2 separate regions of the Mus musculus genome follow, and region 2 is linked to region 1. Evidence: chromatin contacts called from public promoter capture Hi-C data. All regions are on one chromosome and are shown on one strand. The core of a region is the stretch at or near the end of the contact, and the rest is flanking DNA. Distances in the headings are between cores, read along the strand shown. Region 1 holds the start of Lrrc52 (leucine rich repeat containing 52). Region 2 holds the start of Lmx1a (LIM homeobox transcription factor 1 alpha).

Region 1 (5,691 bases), core at 1,934-4,433:
CATGATCTCTCCTTGATATCAGCCGTAGGTCACAGCCTTACTTTTAGTCCTAAGAACATGGAATAATACCAGCCACGGTACATAGATCTATCTGTTCTGAGCTGGAAGTGGGATCTAATCCCTCTGCTAAACCTTGTATGCAGTTCTGAGGCTTCCTCTTGGGCACTCCTGGATAATGAATGCTGCAGAAATGCACAATATGGAGGAATCCTAAAATCAAAGGCATTCCTGGGGAACATAAGGAATTGGAGTGAGTTCCTCCAGCCTTTACTCTTAAGGATTAGGCATCTTTGAGTGAAAAGATACCAGCTTCTACCAAAGTCAGACCCAAGGTGTATATAGACAGCTGCATACACTCGGATTTGGCCTGTGGGCCCCAGTTCTCTCAGCATGCTTTGGAACTTCTTTCTCTTTTCCACACTAACCTTATCTGTTTTCATTGCTTCCGTTGGCCCTTGGCCCACAGCCACTCTCTCGGTGAGGACTCTGTTTAAGAAGAGCTGGACTGGATCAACATCTGGGGTGAATGGGATACCCTGAGTGGCTCTTATACCAAAGTCATCAAAATGTTACCTTCTTTAACTATGAACCCATGTTCAACAGCTAGGAAAAAAAAAAAACAAGTATTGGCCTGTGTACCACTGATTGCTAACTCCACGTAAGTCCTCGGTTGGCCCCATTCACACATTTAATACACTGGCATCTAGATTTCTCATTGCTTTCTTCCTAGGCAAATAAAAATACACCCAAGTCAACTTCCCTTAGCACCAGAAGCAAGGCAGCTATGCATCCATGAGTCCTGAGGCTTCAGGATTAGAAACTGTTTAGCTACCTCAAACAAAGGGGATGCCTGAGGTTGGCCATTCCAGGGAGTTAGGTGTAGCTGGTTAGTGCCACTCAGTCACCTTTAGCGTGGCTTATTTATCTAAGGCTTTTGAAGGGGAGCGTGCTTGTCATAGTATGGTCAAACAGGTAAGGCCAGGTCTGATGCTCCTGTCCTGGAGTCAAGAATGCTGGAAAGTGAAATGCAGAAACCTGGAGTCATGGTCCTCTGAGGGAAAGAAGACTCTAAGAGGGAGAATGGTGTAAAAGAAAGGTGGAAGAGCTGGTGGTGTGGCTTACGAGGTAAAGCCACTTGTTACCAAGCCTGATGGCCCGAGTTCAGTCCCTGGGGCCCACACGGTGGAAGAGAGCTCCTGAGACTTACCCTCTGACGTCCATGTACAGTCATGTCCATGCACACATTCCCCACAAACACACACGTGCCCAAATACACACACGCATACACCCACACACACACACACACACACACACACACACACACACACACACACGTGCACATACTCATGCACACATACACACACTGTAATTAAAACATTCATCAAACAAAGAGTAGAGAGACACAGTAGGAGCATTCTGAAAGCTCTGGAGGTCAGTCAGGGACCATCACTCCTGGGAACATCTCCCAGAGTGTCCTAGGATGCCCAACCTGAGCATCACACGCTGCTGCACTCCCAGAGAGTACGGCCACTGTGAAGACTAATCTATGATACAGTGAAGACTCTACTAGATGCTCTAAATTTATCTCAGATGCAATGTTCTAAGATCGAGGGAGGGACTTGTTTATGTTTTTTTTAACTGATTTTTTTTTTTAATTATAAAGAAAGGTTGGCTTCCCTATCAATTAAATCTTGCTTCAATTGGGAAAACTATCATTTAAGTCATTACATTAAGTGTTTGAGATTTCTGCCTGAAGAAGGTCACTTTCAATTTAGTAAACATCCCTAAGTCATCACGTTAATTCCCAGCCAGTCACCCGAGAAATGCTGAGTCAGGAAACATAACCAAGCATTAGCTAACTAGCCATGAATCCACTCGACTTTATTCATTTCTCTCTTGGCAGAGAAGCAAGAAAAGGAAGCAAGCCATCAGAGACATTCACGCATCATTCATTCAATAAGTATTTATTAAATGCCTAGTGCCAGGCGCTATGCTAAGCTAAATACAAGTTTCATTGAGCTATTAATATTCCCACCTACATTATATGTGAAGGTTTTTAAAGAATAAGGTACTGCTTTCCATAAATAACCCATTTTAACTCCTGAGGTGCTTCATCTTCATTTCTGACCTCATGCCTTCCCCCACAGAGAGAGTTATACACCCCAGACCCCATTCCTCTAGAGACTCCTTTCATCTGTCAAGCACTTAATGAGCAGAAACTCACAGTAGAAACACTAGACCTGTACTCGCTGTGTTTAAACTCCTTGAAAAACACAAGTCATAAGAAATGATTCATATTATCACACTCACAGGTTTTTATTCTGCGTTTGGGCTTTGTTTTAAGGGGAATAACTTACTGTTCAAAAAAGTCTTTTTAAAATAAGAATGTGTACATGCATGTGTGCACACACACACACATACACACACAATCCAAATGTAGACAAGGATGTATAAAACCTAGAAATAAAATCTTAAGAGTCTCACCTTATCAGAGGATTTATTACAAAAGAGGCAAACCCCTTTCCTATCTTCTAAAAACAACTGACATCCCTCAAAATTTAGAAACCAGGAAACGGTCTGCTCTAAAAGCTGATCACCAGAAAGGATGATAGGGCTGGAGACATCCCAGGTTCCCACTAGGAATGGACTAAGGGCTTATATCTGGCCAAATCCTCTCTGACACCTCCGTGTGGAGCTGATATGAACACTCCAAGAATGCCCTGGCACACACCTGCACACAGGGCCCTCATGTGTGTTCCCCCCACACCTGCATGCCTGACTCCTCCAGAGAGCAAGCTTACCTACATACACAAAACACCCCTGACCACCCAGAAGGAGAGGTGAGAAACCTCTCTCCCTCTGCCTCAGAGTCTCCCGAGGCTGCTGACATCACAAAAGTGTCAACTGGCAACCTCATTGTCATGCGGTTCTCCCCTGGCTCCCCTTCACTTACAAAGGCAGGGAAAGGGTGAGACCTTTCAGAGCTGCCAAGTGGGCGAGCTTCCAACAGCACTCGGACTGAGCAAGTAGCAGAGCCACCAAGCCGGCAGCAGGGCACTGGGCCTCGTGTTTCAACTTCTGTTCAGTTCTCCTGTAATGGAAAATTGCTTTGCACAAAGCTAGAGTGTTACAGTTTTTTCCAGCACCCATCCCCTGCCCTGCCCCACCCCTCGGCAGCCTTCAGATCAGAAGGACAGCTTGTACCCGCCCTCAGGAAGGTAGAAGGAGGGGAACCTTGGCTTCTTACTATGTCCCTTGCTTCAGGCCCTAGCTCCAAGTTGTTACTCTTTTCTCTTGGAATGGGGTTGGTATCAGGGTCCAAGTGTCCAAACAAGTGTGTGTGTCAAGACCAAGAAGTAGCCTGCATAGATTTGCACCTAACGGAATACCCAGCTGATATTCCTCTGAACACCCGGAGACTATACCTGAACAATAACAAAATCACTAGTTTACCAGCTTTGCAGCTGGGATTCCTCAGTGACCTCGTTTACTTGGACTGTCAGAACAACCGGATTCGAGAGGTGATGGATTATACCTTCATCGGGATCTTCAGACTCATCTACCTTGACCTCAGCTCCAACAACCTAACTTCCATCTCCCCTTTCAGCTTCTCAGTGCTCACCAACCTGGTGCGGCTGAACATTTCACACAACCCTCACCTGTTGTATCTTGACAAATACGTCTTTGCCAACACCACGTCTTTGAGGTACCTGGACCTCAGAAACACCGGATTGCACATCATCGACCATAATGGCTTCCACCACCTGGTGGTGCTCCAGACTCTGTACCTAAGTGGGAACCCCTGGATATGCAACTGCTCCTTCCTGGACTTCACCATCCACTTATTAGTGTCCCATATGGACCACCCAGGTAAGGGGTTGATTGGCAGTGGGTGCCATGCCATGGGAGGGACTGGTTTCTGAGAGGGGTAGTCAAAAGATGATCGGGATGGAGGGAAAGCTGTGTGAGATGGTTAAAAAGTACCGTCACTGTTTGGCCCGGCCCCCTCCTTGGGTTGACTGGAGAGGCAATAATGCTTAATAGCAATAGTTCTAGAATGAGAATTCAGAACTCAAACATGTCACCTACCACTCCTGTGCCTTTAGAAAAATCTCATTTCTCTGCACCTGTTTTCCATTCCATAAAACCGGTACATATTACATAATTTGCAGAATTGTAGCCAACAAAATGTGTATGTAAATGATACAAAATGTGTACTGTAATTGTAAAGTTACAAAGTAATTCAAGGGCACTGGGCTCCCCTGGGTAAACTGTGTTAATCTGATTAATGCCGTGACTGAATTTTTCCAGGGTCTAAAATAAATTCAGTCCTTCACAGGTGAGGGAGAATCCAACAGGGCTCAGGGAATGTTCCACGGGTGTGGCAGGGGTGGGGTGCACAGGAGCCTCGGGGACAGCAAAAGACAGAGGACAGAAGGAAAGCCTTTGATAGACTTGTTTCAAAATGCTGAGCTCACAGGAAAGTGCCAAGCTGGGAGAGTCCGGTGTTATAGACTTACCTGGGGAGAGTTCCAAGCTAGGTGCTGCCACTGAGGCAACCCTCTCTGCAGTGGTTCCTTTAGTACCCCAGTGTGTCACATCCCCATCCCAGGGACTCTGTTGTCTCCTTCAACCCCAGGTAAGTCAGAGCTTCAGAGAAATGAGACCCCTTACAGAAAGCCTGGGGCCACTGGTACTGTCCCTGGGACATGGCGATTCCTAGCCAAGAACGGGCCTGCAGAACGGAGAGTCATCATTCCTCCAGAGCTCCGGGGTGATCGTGTCCTAAAAGGCCTTCCAGGCAGGAAGCCCACTGGAGTGAAGCAAGCCAGGATTTCCAGACCAGATTTAAGGAGGCACTGAGAATAAGCCCTCAGAGTAAGTGCCTCCTTAACTTTTGTGCCCTGGGCATCTGCCAAAAATCTCATCCTAAGTTGTTAGAATAACAAAAAAGGAACCATAACTTTGTCAGAGATCTCAGTAGCACTAAGACTGAAGACAGGAGCGGTGGCCCTAAGTAGCTTCCTTCCCATCTTCTCTAAGATGGTTCTACAGAGTTCTCTCCCAGAGAGTCAACTGCCCTGCATTGAATGTAGTTCCTAAATGTGATTATTCCTGCCAGCTCACATCGTATCTGGTGCAAAGATATCACCTTTTCCTGCCCATCCCCACAGACATACACACATTACACATTTTTATTGCTCAGATGTGTTTTAATTAGCATTTGTTGCTTCCTATAATATGTTACATTCACTCCCCATTATGTCTCTTATCCCACTCCTTTCCTACTCATTTCTCTTCTTTCATGGTGTGTGTGTGTGTGTGTGTGTGTGTGTGTGTGTGTGTGTGTGTAGAGAGAGAGAGAGATCAATGAGTTTAATTGAGCATAGGCAAGGTGTTATTTATAGAAACATGGGCAACTTAGCATTGGCTCCATCACTGAAGAAAATGGCTTCCCCTTCCTCAGCAGCCACTGACTGCCAGAAGCTCCTCAGGAAGGGGAAAACCTTATGAGCCCCTCCCCCATCTCCACCTCAGGAAGGGGAAGACCTTATGAGCCCCTCCCCCATCTCCACCACAGAATGCAGACAGACCCAACTTGTGCTGGTCTTCTATGATCCACACACATCATTCTTGAGCAATGGCCACCAGGTTGCCAGGGCAACCTTCTCCCCTACCTGACTATGGCAA
Region 2 (5,691 bases), core at 1,747-4,246, 220 kb before region 1:
TTACTGATGGGCACAAACTCCAGAGCCATGCAAACCCTTGAGAAAGATGAAATGGAAAAAAAGGGTCGCTAGTCGCTAGCTCCCCGCTCCCCGGCAAAGTGATCTCTGTGAATGCCCTGGCCCGGGTTGATGAACTTGGAATGATTTGAAAATATGTTCGCGGCAAAACAAAAACAAAACCAAAAACCCCGCATTGCGGCTCTCCCGGGCCCCAAGTTGTGCATACGGATGGACTTCCCGCAACCCGGGGAGTGTACCGAACGCGGATGCGCGAGATTTACTGGCCTTTCCTGCGAGTGCCTCCTCGAAGAGGGTGCAGGAGGACACGGTCCCCAGCGCACACCCGTGGAGGTGAGTGGGCGCGCTCCGGCGAAGCAGGCACTTACTTCTCGTAGTGGTACTTGCAGTAGAGCTTCTTGTCCCGGTAGAAGCAGGTGGTCTCCAGGGGCTCTTTGCAGGAGGCACACTGCACGCATTGCTCGTGCCAGAAGCTGTCGTTGAGCCGCAGCAGAAACCTGTCCGAGATGACCCGCTGACAGCCCTCGCAGACAGACTTGGGGCTCACCGCTCTGCCTACAACAGCAACAGATGTTGCCGGTGAGCCACACCGGCAAGCTAACCCCAGCCAAACCTGCTCTCGATAGGATTAGACCCACCCTGGGCCTTGCACCCTCAGGAAGCTCCTCTGATGATCAGATATTCCGAAAAATCAAACCAAGTGACGATGACGTTACTAATACATAAAGACTAAGTAGCAAGGTATAAATTTTAGCGAGGGAGGGGGCTGAAGTCAATAAATGGTCTTAGTTATTAGACAGATCCAGGTATATTGCGAGCTTTCACTACGCCTTTAAATTAGATTACATATAAATTTGTGCTCCCAGGACTCTCAAGTCGTCATTAATCATTAAATCACTGTATTTGTGTCCTTTGACTACTTTTAAATGATCGATAATAATTTGCTTGCAACTGAGTTCTATTTTTTTAAGGAAAATTATCATTTTCTGTTTTCTTCATAAAAGGCGGCCTGCGGGGGCAGAAAAATACCATCTCTCCCTACGTGAGCTCAGTACTGTGCAAACTAGTGAATCTCTCCTATGTCTTGTTTGGCGTGAAAATTGCAGGTGGCTTTTCATAATTAGGAAACGTCAAGATGGGGAAAAATAATAGCTGAGCGCAGAGACCCTGAGAAGGGTGCTGGCCAGAGAATTCTAGATCTTCTGCGCTCAGAAGCGCTGATTGGAGCAACAAACCTCTTAGCTCAGTCAGAGAATCTTCTCTGCCCTACCCTTTGACCTTTTTGACTTTTTCCCTTCGGGTCTTGTTCCAGCCCCCCCCCTTGCCCCCAACAAGCAAGGGAGAAATACTTGGCCGCCTTTGTTGACAATTTTCACAACCGTTTAAAGAAGCCCTTGTCCCACAAGAACACTCTTGTCTGTGATGTCCCAAAGGGACGATCCTTCTCCATACCACTACACTAATCTCACTTTCTGCTTTGTAAGCTGGACAGGTCGTTTTGTGTGGTGGGAAGCCAGCAAGAAGGCCTGGGGAGAAAGTGGTCGTTCTCAATTGTAAATTTCTGTTGTCTTGGTCTCAGCACCCCATCCTATGGTTGGGACAAACCATAGGATGGGTCGCGGGTCTCATGGTGCAGAGAACCAAACCCAGTGTGCCTGAGTCCGCACACAGGCTCTAGCCTGCGTCTTCCTTCTTGCTCTGGGGAGAAAATCCTGACAATTTCGAAAGGGAGGTTGAAAGAAGAGGGCATGGGTTTTGTAATTTCGTTTCCTCTGAACTGTTGGGGTGGAGTGGGCGATTTCTCTCTGGACATGGTTTCTATAATCGAAATTTTTTCAGCCCCACTCTATTGGTTCTAAAGTTAGAGAAAGAGGCAAGAGGTTTAAATAAAAGAAAAATCTCTCCTTCAGAAAGAAGCGGGAAGAAACACAGGAAGAAAGAAAATTTAAAAACAAAACAAAACAAAACATTTTTTTCTCCAAACTTGAAAATTCCAAAGGGAGAGTTGAAGAGACACTGGCAAAACAAGCCTGAACTCTGAAAGACCCATGGGTATGACTCTTTGGATCTCTCTATTCTCTGCTCCTTCGAAGTGGCTGGGTTGGGGGTAGAGGGATACCAAGCTTGCGGAACAGGGGTCCGGCTTCAGTTAATTAAAGACCAGGCAAGGGCCCCGCCGTGCAAGCTAATCCCAGCGCAGCGCTGCCCACCAGCCCGGAAAAGCCTCTCGGCCATGCCCAATACTAAAATTGGGGCTGCAGTTGGTGGGGGAAGAGAAGAACCTGGGCGCTCTGGGCCTCGGATCTCTCATGCTAGGACACAGGCCTCTGAGAAACCGGTGGCATTTATGAGCCGTCGATCAGCTCCGTGATTAAAAATCCAGCCCTGGGTATTATTAATCACTTGCCACTCAAATGCCTTGTGAACATGCTCGCCCGCCCCTCAAGGCTTTGGGGAATTCGATGTTGAACTCGTGAAGCCTGGGGAGGCTTGATGGTTGTATTTAGGTAGGGACGACTCAAAAGGACTGATGGACACGGAAAGACAGAGATTGTGGGCACCTCTGTGTGCGCGCGAAGAGGGTGCTAGTCTGGTCGCTTAACCCAGTATCAGAGACCTGACGTACTGAGCTCCCGGCCCCGGCAGAAGGAGGATGCTCTAGGGAGCATGCGGTTGAACACTTACCCAGCAAAGAGGAGAAAGATGCCGAGGTCTCAATCGCACTTTGAAAGTTCTCCTCCATCTTCAGGCCGTCCAACATGTTCGGGGTGAGCCAGGAGGACCTGTAGAGCGGAGGAACGGTTGAGTCTAGCTTCCCGTGCCTGTTGGGACTCCGCACCCTCAGTTGCCACTCTCCTGGGACAGGACAGAAGCAGTGTCCAGGGCGACAAGAATGAGCCTAGAGGGTAGAGTCCAGACAAGGGAAATGTAAGGTGGGAGGAGAGAGAAGAGCCACCGTGAACTGCTCGGACGGCTCTGATTTCACTTGAAGTCAACGCGTTATGTGCTAAGGCCTCCGCCCCCTAACTGCGTTCTCCTAACCCCCACCCCCACCCCTGTCCCCAGGTTTCCCATTCCAAGACCGACTCCGCCCCATCCTATACTAATGTGGCCCCTAGGGATCCCACCACTAGAACTATGGTACTCTGTGTGATGGGGTGGGGGTACGCCTGCTCTCAGAGCCAGGGCCAAGCCGGGACCAACCAGGTCCGATATCCCAGTGGCACCACCACTCACTTTCGACCCTCACCTGTCTTAGAGAGAGGCAGAGTAAGGGACTCGGAGACTGTCCCGCCTGCTTCCGTACTCCTGGCGCAGCGCTCTGCTTGGGGGGTGGGGGGGGGGCGCTCGGGAGTAGGCGTGCGGGGCGCGCGGGGAGGTCCTCCCGCCGGTCGGCCAGTGCCGGGAACGTCTGCAGGAGCAAAGGAGTCGCCTTGGGGAGGAGCCGCGACTGGCCCGGTTCACTCTTGGATGCATTTCAAATCAACTTTCAGAAACACGCCCGCCCGAGCCGGAGCCTAAGGATCCCCGCAGCCTTCCTTACCTGATGGGCGAGCTCGCGCCCAGCGTCCGGAGCAGCGCGAAGTGGCCGGGAGACGCCGGGCAGCTTTGGCGGAGGGAGGAGGCGTCCCCTAGGCTGCAGCCAGAGCAGCCGCCCGGACTCCGGCGCACCCGGGAGAGAGCAGGAGCGAACGCCGGCCCCCGATTCCGCTCCTCGGCGCGCCGGAGTGGGGCCGGGCCGTGGCCTCAAGCCGCCGATCCTCCTCGGGACGTCCCGCCAACACGCGCCGCTCTGCAGCCGGGAAGGGGAAACCAGGCGGCTGCTCCAAGATCGGCGGTGGAACCGGAGGCCCAGGGTCCTGGGTGCAAAGTCCGCCCTGCCTTCTTCGAGGCGGCTCGGGCGGTTTCTGACAGTGGCCGCTGGCTGCGTGCGCGGCCCGGGAAGGGGGTGGGGTGCGCAGGGCGGGGGCCTGGGAGCGCGTCCCGTGGCGGGGCCCGCGGTGCTCTGTTTCCCCGGCTTGGCTGCTCGACCCACCGCGAGGCTACAGCCTGATGCTCCAGTCTGCTGCCCGGACCTCCCGGACGCGCCAAACTTTTCCTTCTCTCCACGTGGAACGGTTGCCCCGGGGGAGCTACACCCCAGACTCGGCAGAGATCCGTGCCACCTAGACTTCACGCGGGCGGGATGGGGATCCGGTTGCTCTCGGATCTGCACCGTAAGTGATGACTAACCTCAGACACCTGGAGGTCGCGGGGATCGCCTAGAGCCCCCAACCCCAATCCTCTCTGCTTTGTGAACTCTGGCACCAGAAGCTCCAAGCTCTTCGGATTTTCATTCACCCACTTGCTCCTGCAACTTACAAATTTGTTTTGGCTTAAAACTCAACTCACCGTTTCTGGCTGAAACTACTTCACTGCTGGGAAATGCAATAATGGGACCCATGGCCAAACCTTGAATCAGGCTCCCTCTATCCTATCCTGCTGGCTGGATGCTAGACTAGAAGTCAGCCAAGGGGACTTTTCTTAGAAAAGAAGATCCTGGGGGCAGTTTTTAATTCCCTGTGATTCATAACATTCTGCAGCGACAGCCCTCCAGCCTCTCTAGAGGCAGGAACAGGGTCTTGCTCCTCTATTCCAAGAAAAGCCTGGGGCCAAGTGACTCAATAAACACATCATTGCGTTGGCTAACATTTTATCGACCATTAATTTTGTGCCAATCTTTATTCCGTAGCCAACTTATCTAATCTTTAAATTTTAAGGTGGGGAAAATTATAGTCTCAGTGTTCGGGTTGCCCTAAGGAAATGGGACACCTGTCCACGTGAAATTCTAGCCTGCTCTCCAGAACACCGTTGGGAGGTCCAATTCCATGGGCTTCTCTAGGGCACCCTCACTTCTACACTGCGAGGAACTCGGTGGCAGTAATCCAGCGCTATAGCATGGTCAGAAGACATACCATGTAAGCAAGTATTCCCTAGTGCCCTTCACCAAGGAAAAGATCTCTTCCTGAACTTATGTCCAACAAGCTCTTCTGTGCTTAGGGACACACACACACACACACACACACACACACCCTGCCCACCCGCAGCATCCTAAGTGTGTTCTATCTGCAAGCACACGCCAAACGCAGAATATGACTTTAGAGGAACAAGGGGAAAGGGCAGAGAGTTTAATACCCTATATTAGAATACTGCTTTAAACTTTTTAGGGTGCTCCTATATTCATGGTTTTGCTTGATCTCTATGACAAACCTGTGAGGTAGACAGAACAAATAATTTTATCTATTGTCCTAGACAAATCTTTGGGGCTTAATACAGCCAGGAGATTTCTCTGCTGTTAAACAGGTGGCTATTGGTATGTCTTCTAACACCTGACCTTTGTCATGTCTGCCATCCAGATAGAACAGGATATGGGGGTAGAGATAAATTACATGTATTCTTGAGATAATATATACGATAGAATTTTTTTAAGAAAAAAAGAACACAGCATACACCCACAAGAAATATTATTTTAAGTGCCCAGCTGAGTTTTTGTTTAACTAAGAGTCTTGAGTTTACGAAACATATTTAACTACTGGGTAAGAAATATCCAGTAGCGAATATCCAGATGATGGATAAATAGATGGTGTTTGATCTGAGTCTTTTTGGTGGTTCTGGCATCAGGAAGAAAGCCTG

The links. Promoter capture Hi-C pulls out the DNA fragments that hold promoters and counts their contacts.
Region 2: a promoter capture Hi-C map of liver shows a contact between it and region 1. The contact joins the promoter of Lmx1a here to the promoter of Lrrc52 in region 1. A contact is called at or near these places in 4 of 39 promoter capture datasets (the C10 cell line, cranial neural crest, embryonic stem cells and 1 more) and 1 of 9 other capture datasets (adipose tissue).

What each region holds. Positions count from the first base shown.
Region 1 is chr1:167,464,272-167,469,962 of GRCm38.p6, reverse strand. Lrrc52 (leucine rich repeat containing 52) reads left to right here and starts at 3,183. Exons shown (of 2, transcript NM_001013382.3): 1 at 3,183-3,870. The coding sequence starts at 3,249.
Region 2 is chr1:167,686,863-167,692,553 of GRCm38.p6, reverse strand. It overlaps Lmx1a (LIM homeobox transcription factor 1 alpha), which reads right to left and starts at 2,996. Exons shown (of 8, transcript NM_033652.5): 1 at 2,704-2,996; 2 at 387-573. The coding sequence starts at 2,779.